2 separate regions of the Mus musculus genome follow, and region 2 is linked to region 1. The links are chromatin contacts, called in public promoter capture Hi-C maps. All regions are on one chromosome and are shown on one strand. The core of a region is the stretch at or near the end of the contact, and the rest is flanking DNA. Distances in the headings are between cores, read along the strand shown. Region 1 overlaps Ppm1k (protein phosphatase 1K (PP2C domain containing)). Region 2 holds the start of Herc6 (hect domain and RLD 6).

What was found. Promoter capture Hi-C pulls out the DNA fragments that hold promoters and counts their contacts.
Region 2: a promoter capture Hi-C map of liver shows a contact between it and region 1, with 2.0 times the contacts expected there. The contact joins the promoter of Herc6 here to the enhancer-like site in region 1. A contact is called at or near these places in 3 of 39 promoter capture datasets (liver and macrophages), 13 of 484 Hi-C or Micro-C datasets (B cells, the C10 cell line, CD4 T cells and 9 more) and 3 of 9 other capture datasets (adipose tissue, liver and pancreatic islet).

Annotation. Positions count from the first base shown.
Region 1 is chr6:57,508,687-57,515,203 of GRCm38.p6, forward strand. Ppm1k (protein phosphatase 1K (PP2C domain containing)) reads right to left here. Exons shown (of 7, transcript NM_175523.5): 5 at 6,288-6,432; 6 at 5,256-5,390; 7 at 1-2,163. The coding sequence ends at 2,032. Among named protein-coding and RNA genes, the nearest start is that of Ppm1k, 24 kb to the right of the region's middle. Within about 2 kb of position 4,830, at least 24 of the 459 cell types and tissues checked have an H3K27ac peak or open chromatin away from gene starts, as enhancers often do. A contact at or near this core is called in liver and pancreatic islet, where this site is marked.
Region 2 is chr6:57,579,037-57,585,935 of GRCm38.p6, forward strand. It overlaps Herc6 (hect domain and RLD 6), which reads left to right and starts at 1,956. Exons shown (of 23, transcript NM_025992.2): 1 at 1,956-2,196; 2 at 4,137-4,296; 3 at 5,514-5,590. The coding sequence starts at 2,001.

The DNA.
Region 1 (6,517 bases), core at 3,580-6,079:
TGTGAGCCACCATGTGGTTGCTGGGATTTGAACTCTGGACCTTCGGAAGAGCAGTCGGGTGCTCCTAACCACTGAGCCATCTCACCAGCCCCCTTAAATTCTTTATTGAGAACTTATTCTTTATTTCTACTAAATATTTTAAACAAAAGTTAAAGGCAGAAAACATGTCAGACTTGAAGGTATATATATTTCATTATTTTTCCTTTGTTTTCTGCCATAAAATTCCAAGTCACTTTTGACATTTCCTGTTCTTCTCATATCCCATAACTTTATATTCGAATTACCACACAACGATATGTCTGCCTCTGTTCTTTGGTTATCCACATACGTGACACCTAATAAAATGTCTCTTACAGCCATTTGTTGCTGATACTTTGTTCGGGGAGACAAGCTGTGGCTCAGGCTACCGTGGAACTTGCTCTGTAGCTCAGGCTAATTTCAAAGTTACCATCCCGATTCTCTTGTCTCCTCCTTAAGTCCTGAGATTATAGGTAGAGGCCACCAATACTGGCCCCCATATTTATTTGTAATCCATAGTGGTTATCTACCAGTAACAACTGAATCTTTATTACAGAGAATTTGACACTCAATGTTATTGAGTGTCCTTAGAGATAAATATATCAATAATTTACAGCTAGCTGATAAATGCGCCACAAGATTGTTCCCTTTAATTTTATATTACTTCAAAATATACATATATACACTCACTGCACATATACTAAATTTAAATTACCCTGTGAAAATATAGATTAACTACAAGCACACATTCAGGGATTCACAGTTTGACAGTAATTTTATATGCAGGTAAAAAGGAGTGTGGTTTTACACCCCTAATTTACATAGCAAGCTGACATGTTTGAATATCCTTTGTAAAAGATTTTTTTTTCCGCATGAATCTTAGAAATGAGGAAATTGGAGACATAAACCCCAAGCTATGTCTATAGCAGTATAAGTCATTGTAATATTATCTTTACTAACAAAGGCCCCAACTCGCTTACTGTGTGCACAGAAAGTGGTATAAAAACGCTACATACAAACCACACAGCAACAAACTTACACAAGATTGGCACTGTCAGTGTTTCACTTTACAGATTTTGACCAAAGCCTCAGAATATTCTTCTCTGGAGCTTACCGAACAGTTACCAATATATAGCATATTTAACTCCACAAAAATAGAAATGGATGGGGAAGTGCTAAAAATATTTAAAATACACAAGAGAGCTATTTATAAATATGTATACACTTTAGCCATGTATTTTGCAGGGTTAAATTTACTAATAAGTGATCCAGAGTACACTATTCAGTCATAGAGAACCTAGGCTTTATTATAACTCCTAGGTACATTTATTAAAATGTACCTTGTATCCCTTTATCTCTTATATCCCTTGTATCCCTCCCTTGGAATGCCCCCATCTCCTAGGTATATGTTCTCACTCTTCTTGGGAAAAAATATGCTTGTTCTGCTTTAAAAAAAAAAAAATTAAAAGGTACTCAGGAAGCTGACGTTAGGAAGACCATTTGAACCCAGGAGTTCAAGGTCAGCCAGTGAAAACCTGCTTTCTACAGAGAAAGGAAAAAGGAACACTTGCAAATAACACATTGACCAGCTATCAAAATTCAAAAAAAAAAATACCTGTCCAACTGAATAAAGAACAAACTTACTAAAAAGAAACTAAATCTGCCTCTTAGTCTTAAAAACTTAGAAAGCCCCAGATTCAATCTCTAGCCTTACAAAGGAAACACAGATTCATCACTCATCAAATGGACCAAAACCGCTTCTTCTCCCATTCAGCTCAGAGATGCACAGCGGCTTCACAGCTGTGTTATGATGCTTACACTGAGCATGTGCAGTTGACCATAATGATGATGAGGATTTATGAAAATACTACTGGGTATGTGGCTGGTAAGCTTATACTGTTAGGATCGATCAGTCACAATGACACACGGGTACAGGTGGCCTTCTGTGTGTTACCAGTTTCTTGATAAGCCCACTGACACTGCTGCATAGGAACTCCGAGTCTGAGCTGTCGATCAGGCCCATCTCCCACTGGAGGCAAAGCTTCTGCTGAATGAGAAGGTAATTTCAGAGTTCTTGTATTTTCCCCAAGCACCAAAGGGCACCACTACTGCAGTGCTGTTGTCTTCGGTACCGTACTGTATTGCCTGCAGGAGTGGGGAAGAAGAGACAGGCGCTGGAGTCAAGGGACCTTGTGCAATCACACAGCATCCTTTCTCTGGAAGGCCAACTGGTTCTACACACACTTTACGATACAAATGTAACTACCTAACAAGGTTTGGAATGGTTTCACCCTGTAACCATGTGCCATATGGTTATTAAGTGCATATGAATTTCAGATGGTTCAACTATATCCTATGCTCCACTGTAGCAATCTTGGCAATAGAAATTACCTGTGCTCCCAGTGAGGACACACCCAAAGCCCTTAGCATGGTACCAATTATGGGCAAGCCTTAATAAATGCTGATTCTTACCAATGAAACTGCTGGTAGGAGTATAGCCCAAGAAATGGAAGAGATTGGGTGAGGGATAAAAAGGAACAAAATATAGGAACATCTTTGTATGAAAGTGCGGCTAGAAACCTACCACTGTATAAGCTACCTTAACATTTAAAACCTCAGAAATGGGTATGTACAAGGTTATAACAAAAATGTTTTTAATATTCCTTCTTCAATGGGAAAGTGGAAATAAATGAAATTGCCTGCAGCAGGATTATAAATCACTTTTAGGGACCAGTTCACATAGATGAGTGCTGGTCAGCAGTGTTTGGAAGTGCTGAGAGTTCCAGTTAGCATCAAACAAGCCAAAAGATTCTACATCCTCGGGCCAAGACTGCAAAGGAAAGCGTGGGTAAGGATGTCACGGCTTACAAACCAACTGTAAGAAAAAAAAACTTGCTTAAAATGTGTCAAGTACCATTTATACTTAATATACAGTTGTTAAAATAACCATTTAAAATGGTAATAAAATAATAGGCAGAGACAAAAACCAAGAAATACAAATTATGAAAAAACCCATGTTAAAAGTTAGTTCAAGCCGGGCATGGTGGTGCACGCCTTTAATCCCAGCACTTGGGAGGCAGAGGCAGGCAGATTTCTGAGTTCAAGGCCAGCCTGGTCTAAAAAGTGAGTTCCAGGACAGCCAGGGCTATACAGAGAAACCCTGTCTTGAAAAACAACAAACAAAACAAAACAAAAACAAAAAACAAAAGTTAGTTCGATTAACATTAAAAATCCAAAGCTAAACAGTAAAAACCTTTATTTTTCTCAGGACTTTGGGCCTCCCTTACTAGTAGAGTGCTCATCCAGCATTCAAGAGACCATATGTTCAGCTCCCAGTTGCGGAATAAATTTATTCTCACTTCTCAAATTAGCCAGAAAGTTCTCCAAATCTGGAGAGAGAGAGAACCACACGCATAACAACCCCCTACACCTACACCCACGGCCCAAACTGCAAGTACTTTTAAGGGGTTATTTGAAGAGGCTGTTCATCATTTTTTTTTCTTTTCTCTTTTCTTTTCTTTTTAACTGGGGGAGGAGAAAACATGAATTCTCACTGCTACACAGAATAATAGGAACTCTTGTGCTCGAGGCATCCTCCTGTCTCAGGTTCCAGAGTAGCTGGGACTACAGCCATGTGTCACCCATGCCAAGGCTGTTTCCCAAAATTCAAACTAAGAAGGACTGGTGAGATGGCTCAGTGGGTAAAGTGGCCTGCCATCAGGTTGGCTGTCAGGCTGTCCATCAGGCTGTACGTCAAGCTGGAATACCTGAACTCAATGCCTTGGATCCACATGGTGGAAGGAGAAAACCAATTCCTACATGTTGCCCTCTAACCTCCATGACACATACCACAGTATCAGTGTGCACAAAGACATACACATGCGTGCACGCACGCGCGCGCGCGCGCGCGCGCACACACACACACACACACGCGCGCACGTGCGCATGAACTCAGTAACAATTTAACCTAACAAGATAATATCTGAAAAAAGAGACACACACAAATAGATACCATAAAATGTTTGTTTTTTACTTCTATCTAAAAAGGTATCTCTCATCCCTTCTATAAAAGAATAAACACAAATTTCCTTATCGGGAGAACTGTTATGGGACAGAAGTAAGACAGAACATCAGTATATGTTCTTTTTTATTATCATAAATATTTTTACTATCATAAATATTATTAACTGGATAAACTAAAGTACATTTACTTACAAGATCGGTAGCTGAGTTTAAAAAAAAATTATCCATGGACTTGGGCCTATTTCTTCAATTTCATAGGCAGCTTGTTAGTTACTACAAGGTAGACAGCCCAGATGTAAATATAAGGCCAGCATGGGCTACATGAAAATGTCTCCAAAAAAAAAAAGGAAAAAGAAATAGAAAAGAAACTACACCACACACACACACACACACACACACACACGGAGAGAGAGAGACAGATAGACAGACAGGCAGGCAAACAGAGAGAAAGGGACAGACAGACACACACAAATAAATAAAAGTTAAGGAAAGGACTTATGTCTAAATCACAAATATTAGGACTTAAAAGTTTGGGCCAAATCGAATCTCTGAACTCAAAATGTAAATAGTGGAAATGTAACGTAGGTGTTGAGTTAAAACATAATGACTTAAAACCACAATCTATCAGGACAGACTAGAAGTATCTTTTACATGTTCTTTCCTGGTCATTATCCATTTTCAAGTTTTAGCTCTGACTGATAGGAAATGCCATCCATTTACCCTCTTGTACTTTACTGGTCTCTTTCATCACCCACATTGGTAGGCAGAAGTTGACTGTGATTCCACGGCTCACCCTGCTTGTTTACATGGATCAGTACAGTTCCAGGCCAAATATTTGGATTCAGGATCCCTGGCTTGCCTAGGTTTGAGGCTCAGTTTTGTCCTGTGGCCTGGTCTGTCTGGTTTCCCTTTCATTAAAAGCCTGACCTCAGAGGATCACAGTGATGCTGCTTTATGTTAATATATATGAGGAAAATATTACTTTATTACTGTTATAATGATTGCTGTTACTCTCTTTCAAGTTGTGTTCAAAGTTAGAAGGCCCACTCCACATTTCCTTAATGTATGAACTGTCAGCACTTGCTCATGAGAACTATTATGCAATCATGAATCAAATTCACTGTGACACTCCAGCTAAAACACCCTTTGCCGGTGGTGCTGTCCCTAATCCTCTCCTCCCTGGGAATTTCCCACTAGAAGCTCCGCTACGTCACCTGCTCAGTCACCGAATGAGCTGCTTCTTTAGGATCGTGGCACTGGTTGACAAAGTCGCAGATCTCTTGACTATTCACCATGAAGTTAATCCCATCTGTGGTAAGGACCAGGAAACTGTCGTCAGCATGGTAGAGCTGCAACCAGAAGCAAACAAATGTGACTACAAACAAGATCATCCCCTCCAAATGACTCAATAATTGGGAAATTGTATCGATTCTGCAGGGAGTGCTCGTCTGGGTCAGAGTTCATTGGCAAACTGAAAATGTAGCTAAGCATCAACACTACTTGGGATAAACCAAACATTTACCTAGCAGTATCAACAAAGAGCCAGCCAGCCAGACAAATGCTCGATCTAATGGCTGCCTTTATTATTTATTTGACAGGGGTTGGGGGTTGGGAGGCACTTGATATGCTTTAGGTCTTGGTATTGTTTCAATTTATTTCCTTGCAAAATGAGGATAGCTTTTGTATCTCTTTTGAACAGAGGTTGCCACACAGTAAATCTTACATAAGTATTTGTTTCATAAAATAAATGTGAGATATCTTCCTTATGTGGAAATCCTTCCTTCAACTATAAGCATTCATGCCCTGTCATTTGTAAAGTTCCCATTATACTGTGCTGACTTAGGAGCTCTAGAGCAGGAAGCAGCAGGGCATGTACCATGCAGTGGCTAGTTTAGAGTAACAGGCGCTGGGCTGTACATATAAAAGTGGCTGGCTATTGAGCTCAGTGGAGAAGGAAAGTTGAGGATGACTTCCAAGCAGGGATAACAAATCTAAATAACAACTAATCGTTGTCCTTCCTTTCCAAGCAGGCTTTGGGAAAGGAAGGACAACAGGGGCCTTCTACCAGAGGAAAAAAGATTTCACCCTCATCAGGCCAGAAATAAACATCGTATTTTAAGTTTCTTCATAAACTAATATCCCTTTAAAAACATCTTTCCTTCAGGTAATCTTTAAACAGCCAGCGGTGTGAGACAAGTCCTTAGAATTTCTCTGCGCATGACTCAATGCTTCTGATCCTGTCTTACCTTAATCCTTGTTGTCTCAGGTTCTGCAATTACCCCACTGGCTTTAAGATCCAAATCTCCGATACTCCTTGTCATTGCAAGTCTGCCATTTACATGGGGCTGTCCCAAACTATTCCAAGCTACAAACCCACCGAATTTCTTGATCCTAGTTAAGAAAAAGTATTAATAGTAATAACAATAACAATATAGTGTGCAAGAAACTATGGCACTGGTTTAAATACCAATTGTAC
Region 2 (6,899 bases), core at 706-3,205, 67 kb after region 1:
CATGTGATTTTTGAGAAAGAAGCTAGAAATACAAACTAGAAAATAGAATCTTCAAAAAATGGTGCTGATCAAACTGAATGGCTGCATGTTAAAGAATACTATGAGGAATTTCTTTTCTGATTTTGTTGTCTACTTGGTATTCTGTATATTCGTGTATCTTTTTAACCCAGAGAGGTTAGGCATAGAGGAAGGGACTAGGAAGACACATGGATTTTTTTCTGGGATGGAGAAATAGAAATGGATTTTACTGGTAGAGGAGAGGAAGGCATGAGAATGGGAGGTTCTGGTGGGAAAGAAGAGAGGAAATGGAATTTAGAGAGGCAATGAGAGGAGGAACAGCTAGTATTGAAACTCATTTGAAGAATATGGAAACCTGATGTAGTGGAAACTTCCTAAAATAATGAAGGTGGTCCTATTGAAGTCTCTAAATAATGAGGGAGATGGAACCCCAACTGGCCATGTCTGTCCCAGTGGAAAATTTCAGTCTGGGATTAAGTTTTATCCAGTTGAGTTATTGGTTGAAAGGGTCGCTATGAAATCCTCAAATACTTCAGGCTGTTGCCAAGAAAATAGGTGTCTCTCAACAAACCAACAGCAAGTTTTCATTGCTGAAGTCAATACTCACACAATGCACTGAATGTGGAGTCCCATGTTCTAATGTCTATGACAGGCAAAGGGACTCTGCAGGTTGCTAAAAGAGAAAAGTAAACCAATCCAACCATAAAACCCTTGATCTACAATTTGTCCTGCTTGGAAAATATGCTAGGGCAATGGTGGCACAAACCACGTGGAGTAACCAACTGATTTCAGATTTGACTTAAGGCCTACACCATGAGATGGAAGGAACCCATACCTGACACTGCTCAGGTGACCAAGAACCAGAACCTAGGACAAAACCAAATACTACTGGTCTAAGAAAAACAAAAGGGTAACAATAAAATGACTCAATAATAGTCTGCTAGGCTCATATGGCAGTGCCTTATTCAGCCATCATTAGAGAGGCTTCAACCTGCAGCAGATGGGAATAAACACAGTGACCCACAACCCTTTCAGTGCTGTGTTTGTTTTCAAAGGTGGGGAGGGAGGGAGGGAGAAAGGGAGGGAGGGAGGGAGGGAGGGAGGGAGGGAGAGAGAGAGAGAGAGAGAGAGAGAGAGAGAGAGAGAGAGAGAGAGAGAGAGAGAGAGAGAGAGAGAGCCAGAGAGAGCCAGAGTCACCTTGGAACACACAGCTCTAAAGATGTCTCCCTTAAATTCCTTCAGAGCTCAGCAAACCTGCAAAAGAGTGTTCACTTTTTTTCTGTTGGCTTGTGTAGCTTTGATGTGAAGGTTTTCATTTCTTTACATATCTGGCCCCTGCCCTTACTCTGCAGTTGGATTCAGTTGGACAGCAGCTTCTCCATTGCAGCTCAGTTAGGGTTCATTATTAATTACATCCTTACAGGCTTCCCAGCTTTGGCTTTCTAGGCCTCTTTGAAATTCTCAAAAAAGTTCTGTAACCCCCTGAACATACTCCATAATCTATTTATTATACATATAGGTTTACCATGTGGTGCTTAATGTGTGATCTGAAAATTAATAATCAAGACTGGAATAAAAGAACCCCAGCTAGAATTGCCAAGGAAAGCAGATTCCCTGGGAACTGGTTGCCACTGAAATTGCTACAACTTGTGGATATTGTCACTTAATAAATATTTCACAGACCTAGAAATTTGTCCAGAGCATCAGGACTCACAAGTGGCTTACTCATGATGGAGATACTTTCTTCTTCCCTGTCTTCTCAGATACTCAGTACTGAAAATTCAAGCAGCCAGGTTTCAAAATGACCCTAGAAATGCCTGTGAGAAAGATGTTAGTGGTGTGGGACAAGCAGGCACTTACTGGAAAGAACTATGACGTAAGGGACTGGGCAGTGCCCTTGGGAGGAGTTAGGGAAGCTAGGTCACTTGCTTTTGGGAGCCCATCTGACATACCAGAGCCGCGGGTGGCTGTGCACCGCAGGGATGTATTTCAGCTGGGCTGCAGGAAGCCGGAAGCCTCGGCGCCTGAAGGCGGGAACCAGCGGCATTGAACTCTTGCAGGCAGCCAGCGGGGAACACCACTCGCTCCTACTGTTCAGCAACCACAGGGTGTATTCCTGCGGGGACAACAGCTGGGGACAGCTGGGCCAGAGGAGAGACCAGAGTACCGAAAGGCCAGGTGACTTCCAAGCTCCTGAGCAGGTGCTCAGGACAGTATGTGGGGGCCTCGGGTCCAGGGGACCAGGGGACCAGGGGACCAGGGATACCGGGTGGCTGGACCAGGGATATCAGAAGCTGGAACCCTGTTTTAAGCAGCTTGCATCAACTGGTCAACTCCTAGAGCTCTGGAGTTTGTATTTGTTTCGGTTTCCAATTCCTCTTCATTGAGAAACTGAAAGCAAAAAAGCAAGCTTTCCTCTGGATAGAAAGAAAGTCCCTCCTCCTTACCAAGCTAAGCCTGAGAGAACTTTCTGGAGGGGGTGGGGTGGGGGGAATCTGATTTCCAAACCGAAAAGCTTAGCAATAACTTGGGGCATCTTCTCTCCTAAGGTTTTGTTTTTGTTTTTTGTTTTTTTAAAAAAGTATAATAGCATTTTTCGGCATTAAAGCTGATGTAGGAAAGTACTAAAGAAGCCACCTGTAGGGTCTTGAGAGATGGCTCGGTGGTTAAGAGTTCAGCTCCTGACACTTATGCGGCAGTTTACAACTACCTATAATTACAGTTCCAGAGGATCCTATGCCTCTATGGGTACCAGCACACACATATATGCACACAGTGATGCGCAAGCGCAAGCGCGCGCGCGCACACACACACACACACACACACACACACACACACACACGTAAAAATAATAAAATATTTAAAATTTAAAAAGTCACCTATAATTACACCAAAAGCAACTCTAAGACCATTGCAGCTCCTCGTTTTATCTTCTGCTTATGTATTTAATTTTTATAGGAATTTTGTCATTATGAGTTATTGTAATTGTATCTAAACAAGAAGTTGTGGTTTTACCAAAACATTAATCCACTAGGGGATTTTATATATGATATTGATTCACTTCTAAGTAACTTCAAACTAACTAAAGTTCTAGTTTGTTTTTCTGGTTTTAATTATCTATTTTTGCCACTTTATATGCTAAGCAAGCACTCTACCACTGGACTATTTTACATTCCCATTGACTATATTTGATTATGTGTGTAGAATAATTTGAAGAACTGTGTAGAACACGAAAACTATTCCTCTGTCCCTTTGGATTCAGTTTCTGGAAGCTACAAATTTAACTTGAAAAAAATGAATAGGCAAAAAACAGCATGGGATTTTATTAGTCTTTTACCTAGAGAGTAATTTTTGTGTATATAGGAATTCACAGAAAGTAAAAGAGGTGCTTAGATCCAGGAACTTGTGTACTTAACAAAAGAAAAGAGGTTGGATAATAAATTGTGGGGAACCATCTAAGAAATAATGATAAAGCCCTTGCCAGACACGAATGGGCACCTTTCAGTTTCGTTTCCGTGGGCTGTGAATCTTATTTTGAGCTAGGTTTCAGTTTGCTCAGATAGGAACTCAAGGTGCTCCGACTTTGCCTGCCAAGTTGTGTCCAGGTAGTCCATAAAAACTGCTGTCTTTCCACACATGTATAAACATATTGGGTTTACTTCTTCATGATGTTTAGTAAGAACTTTAGAATTGATTTAACCAACACTGAGGGACACAAAGAATCTGGGTAACTCCCCTCCTCCCTTTTCAGAGGCAATTCCTGTCTTAAACTCCAGACATTTATAATCTTATGGAAGGTTTTTCATTTTCTTTTCTCTTTCTTTTTCTTTTTCCTTTCTTTTTTTCTTTCTTTCTTTCTTTCTTTCTTTCTTTCTTTCTTTCTTTCTTTCTTTCTTTTTCTCTCTCTCCCTTTCTTTCTTTCTTTTTCTCTCTCTCCCTTTCTTTCTTTCTTTCTTTCTTTCTTTCTTTCTTTCTTTCTTTCTTTCTTTCTTTCTTTCTTTCTTCTTTCCTTCCTTCCTTCCCTCCTCTCTCTCTCTCTCTCTCTCTCTCTCTCTCTCTCTCTCTCTCTCTCTCTCTCTCTCTCTCTCTCTCTTTAAAATTTGTTTCTGTTCCCAAAGAACCAATTCAGGCACTGAATGATCTGCATGTTGACCTGGTGAGCTGTGGGAAGGAACACTCTGTGGCTGTCTGCCACAAAGGAAAGGTCTTCGCTTGGGGAGCCGGTTCTGAAGGGCAGCTGGGGATTGGAGAATTTAAGGAAATAAGCTTTATGCCTACGTAAGTATTTCAATTCACTACTTTCCAGTATTTTTAAGTGCTAAGTACTCAAATGCCATGGCACAGAGATTACTAGTGTAAGGGTTAAAATGTGCTGAGAAAAGTGTTCAGGAAATCATGTGTAGAATCAGTTCATTAAATAGAGGGCCATGAAGGAGAGAGTAAGGATGAAATGATATGCGATTCTTAAGTCCTGATATTACTTATTGTAATACAAGTATGGGAGCCCCCTTGAACTTCTACAGTAAATAAATAAATAAATAAATAAATAAATAAATAAATAAATAAATAAAGTATTTTAAACTACAAACTATCAAGATACCAAGGACTAAGAAAGAAATCTTACTTGATTATCTTGTATCTGACTAAAGAAGAGCCTCTCACATTATTTCCCAAATGCTCAAGCTCCTATATGGGAGAATATCCATTACCATTGTGATGGAAAAGGTTAATGGAACATGCTGTCCTCTTCCACTGATGCTCTAAAATGCATAGACCTTTGCTGAGACAGGAGAATCAGAAGTTCAAGGTCATCCTTACCTACATCCTTACCTACATCAGAGACCAGCCAGGCCTATGTGAGACCCGTTCTTACCCTTCTCCCCTTAAAAACTAACTCTAAGTGCCACAAGCAGACACAGACAAACAAAAAACCCAACCCACACCAAAGAAAGACAACAGATGCTAGGGGATTTTGGCTGTGGGCTGTGTGTGGAAGTGAAGATAGTGGATTAAGGAGTGCACAGCAGAGACTCGTGGTTCTTGTCAGGTAGTCAGATGTCTTGTCATTTAGTGATGCAATGGTTAGATGGATGACATTCCTGCTGTTTCCAAACACTACAGCCAGTGAAATGACAGCCATGGGAGTGGCATTAGCAGGGTCGGTGTGGGAAAGAAGACTCTCTGGTCCTTTGAAAAGATATGGGAGGTGCAGAATAGGAAAACCCAATGCTACTGTCTTCAGAGAGGAACAGGGGTGGTCTGTAGTTCTTGGAAGCTGGGAGCAAAACCCTTCTCCTAAATAGCGAAAATCATAAAAAGCAGGAAGGAAAAAAACCAGCTTAACACTTTGGAAAAGTGGTATTCCAGAAGCACAGAATAACATTGTTCGCTGAGATCTGATGTCTCATCTAAAATACTTTTACATGTCTGTAATTTCTTTGATAACTCATCCTAAAGAAGGTTCAACAGATTTCTGTGACTTTTTTTAAATATAGGAAAATAAAAGCTCTGGCTGGCATAAAAATAATCCAAGTTTCCTGTGGACACTACCACTCTTTGGCCTTATCAGAAGGTAAGGAATACTTAGAGGGCCTCTGTCATTAGGAAATATTTTAAAATAATGTTGTGGAGATTTGATTAGGACTGGACTGACGCTCTTCATTGCTTTTGGTAGGATGGTCATTTTCACAATATTATTTCTGCCTGTTCATAAGCATTGGAGAGCTCTTCATTTTCTAATGTCTCCAAATCTCTTCACTCAGAGATTTTAAGTTTTCATTGTAGAGGTCTTTCCCCTCCTTGCTTAGCTTGGTTCCTAGATAGTTATTTTCTTTGAGGCTATTGTGAGTGGGCATGTGTCCATCACTTCTTTCTCATATTGTTTATTGATGGCCTTTAGAAAGGTTACTGATTTTGAAGAGTTGATTTTTGTGTCATGTCGTTTTGCTGAAATTATTGGTTCTTTCTAGAAGTTTTCTGATAGGGTATTTGGAGTCAGTTATGCCTACTAGCGTGTCATCTGAAAATAAAGATAATTTTACTTTTTCATTTTTATCTTTGACTCTTAAATTTCCTCTGTTGCGTTCTGCTCCAAATAGTGCTTGGACAGTGCTTAGGACAGTAGACAGCTTCTCCACCTTCCTAGTTTTAATGGGAGTGACTCAAGTTTATCTTCACTTATGATATTTCTCAAATATTAATTTTTAATTTAAAATTAATTTTATTAATTATTAATTTGCGTTACATTCCCTCTAGTACTACTATCTCTAGGATTTTTATTCTGACAGTACGTTGGATTTTCTCAAAGGCATTTGCATTTATTGAGATATTTATCTTATCTTTAAATCTATTTATGCCAGCTGGAGACCCTTTATTATTGTTTCAATCACATTTGTTGTGAGTCTGTTTAGGGTGTTAATTTCTTTGGTGGTTTGGATAAATCTAAAAATCTGTGCAGTTCTTTTAGATTTTCCAACTTAATAGAGTACAAGTTTTCTTTTAAAAATTAATTCCCTTTTAATAGTCTCAATTTATTTGGCATGTATTATAATATTTCAATATTATTTTCTGATTTTGTGAATTCGGACATGTCTTCCTTTCTTTTGATTAGTTGGGCTAAGGGTCTGTCAATTTTGTTTATCTCACAAAGAGCCAGCACTTAGATTAGTTAATAGTATGGTTCCTTTTGCTCAGGATTAATGTGGCTGTGCAAGGTCTTCTATAGTTTCACAATGAATTTTAGAATGTTTGGTTTTTCTGTTTCGGTGAAGAATGCTGTGGAGATATTGTTTGGAATTTTGTTGAGTCTGTAAGTGGCTCTGACAAAACATTTCTTTTCACAATATTAATTCTGTCCACCCACATCCCCATGAAAGGGCTAT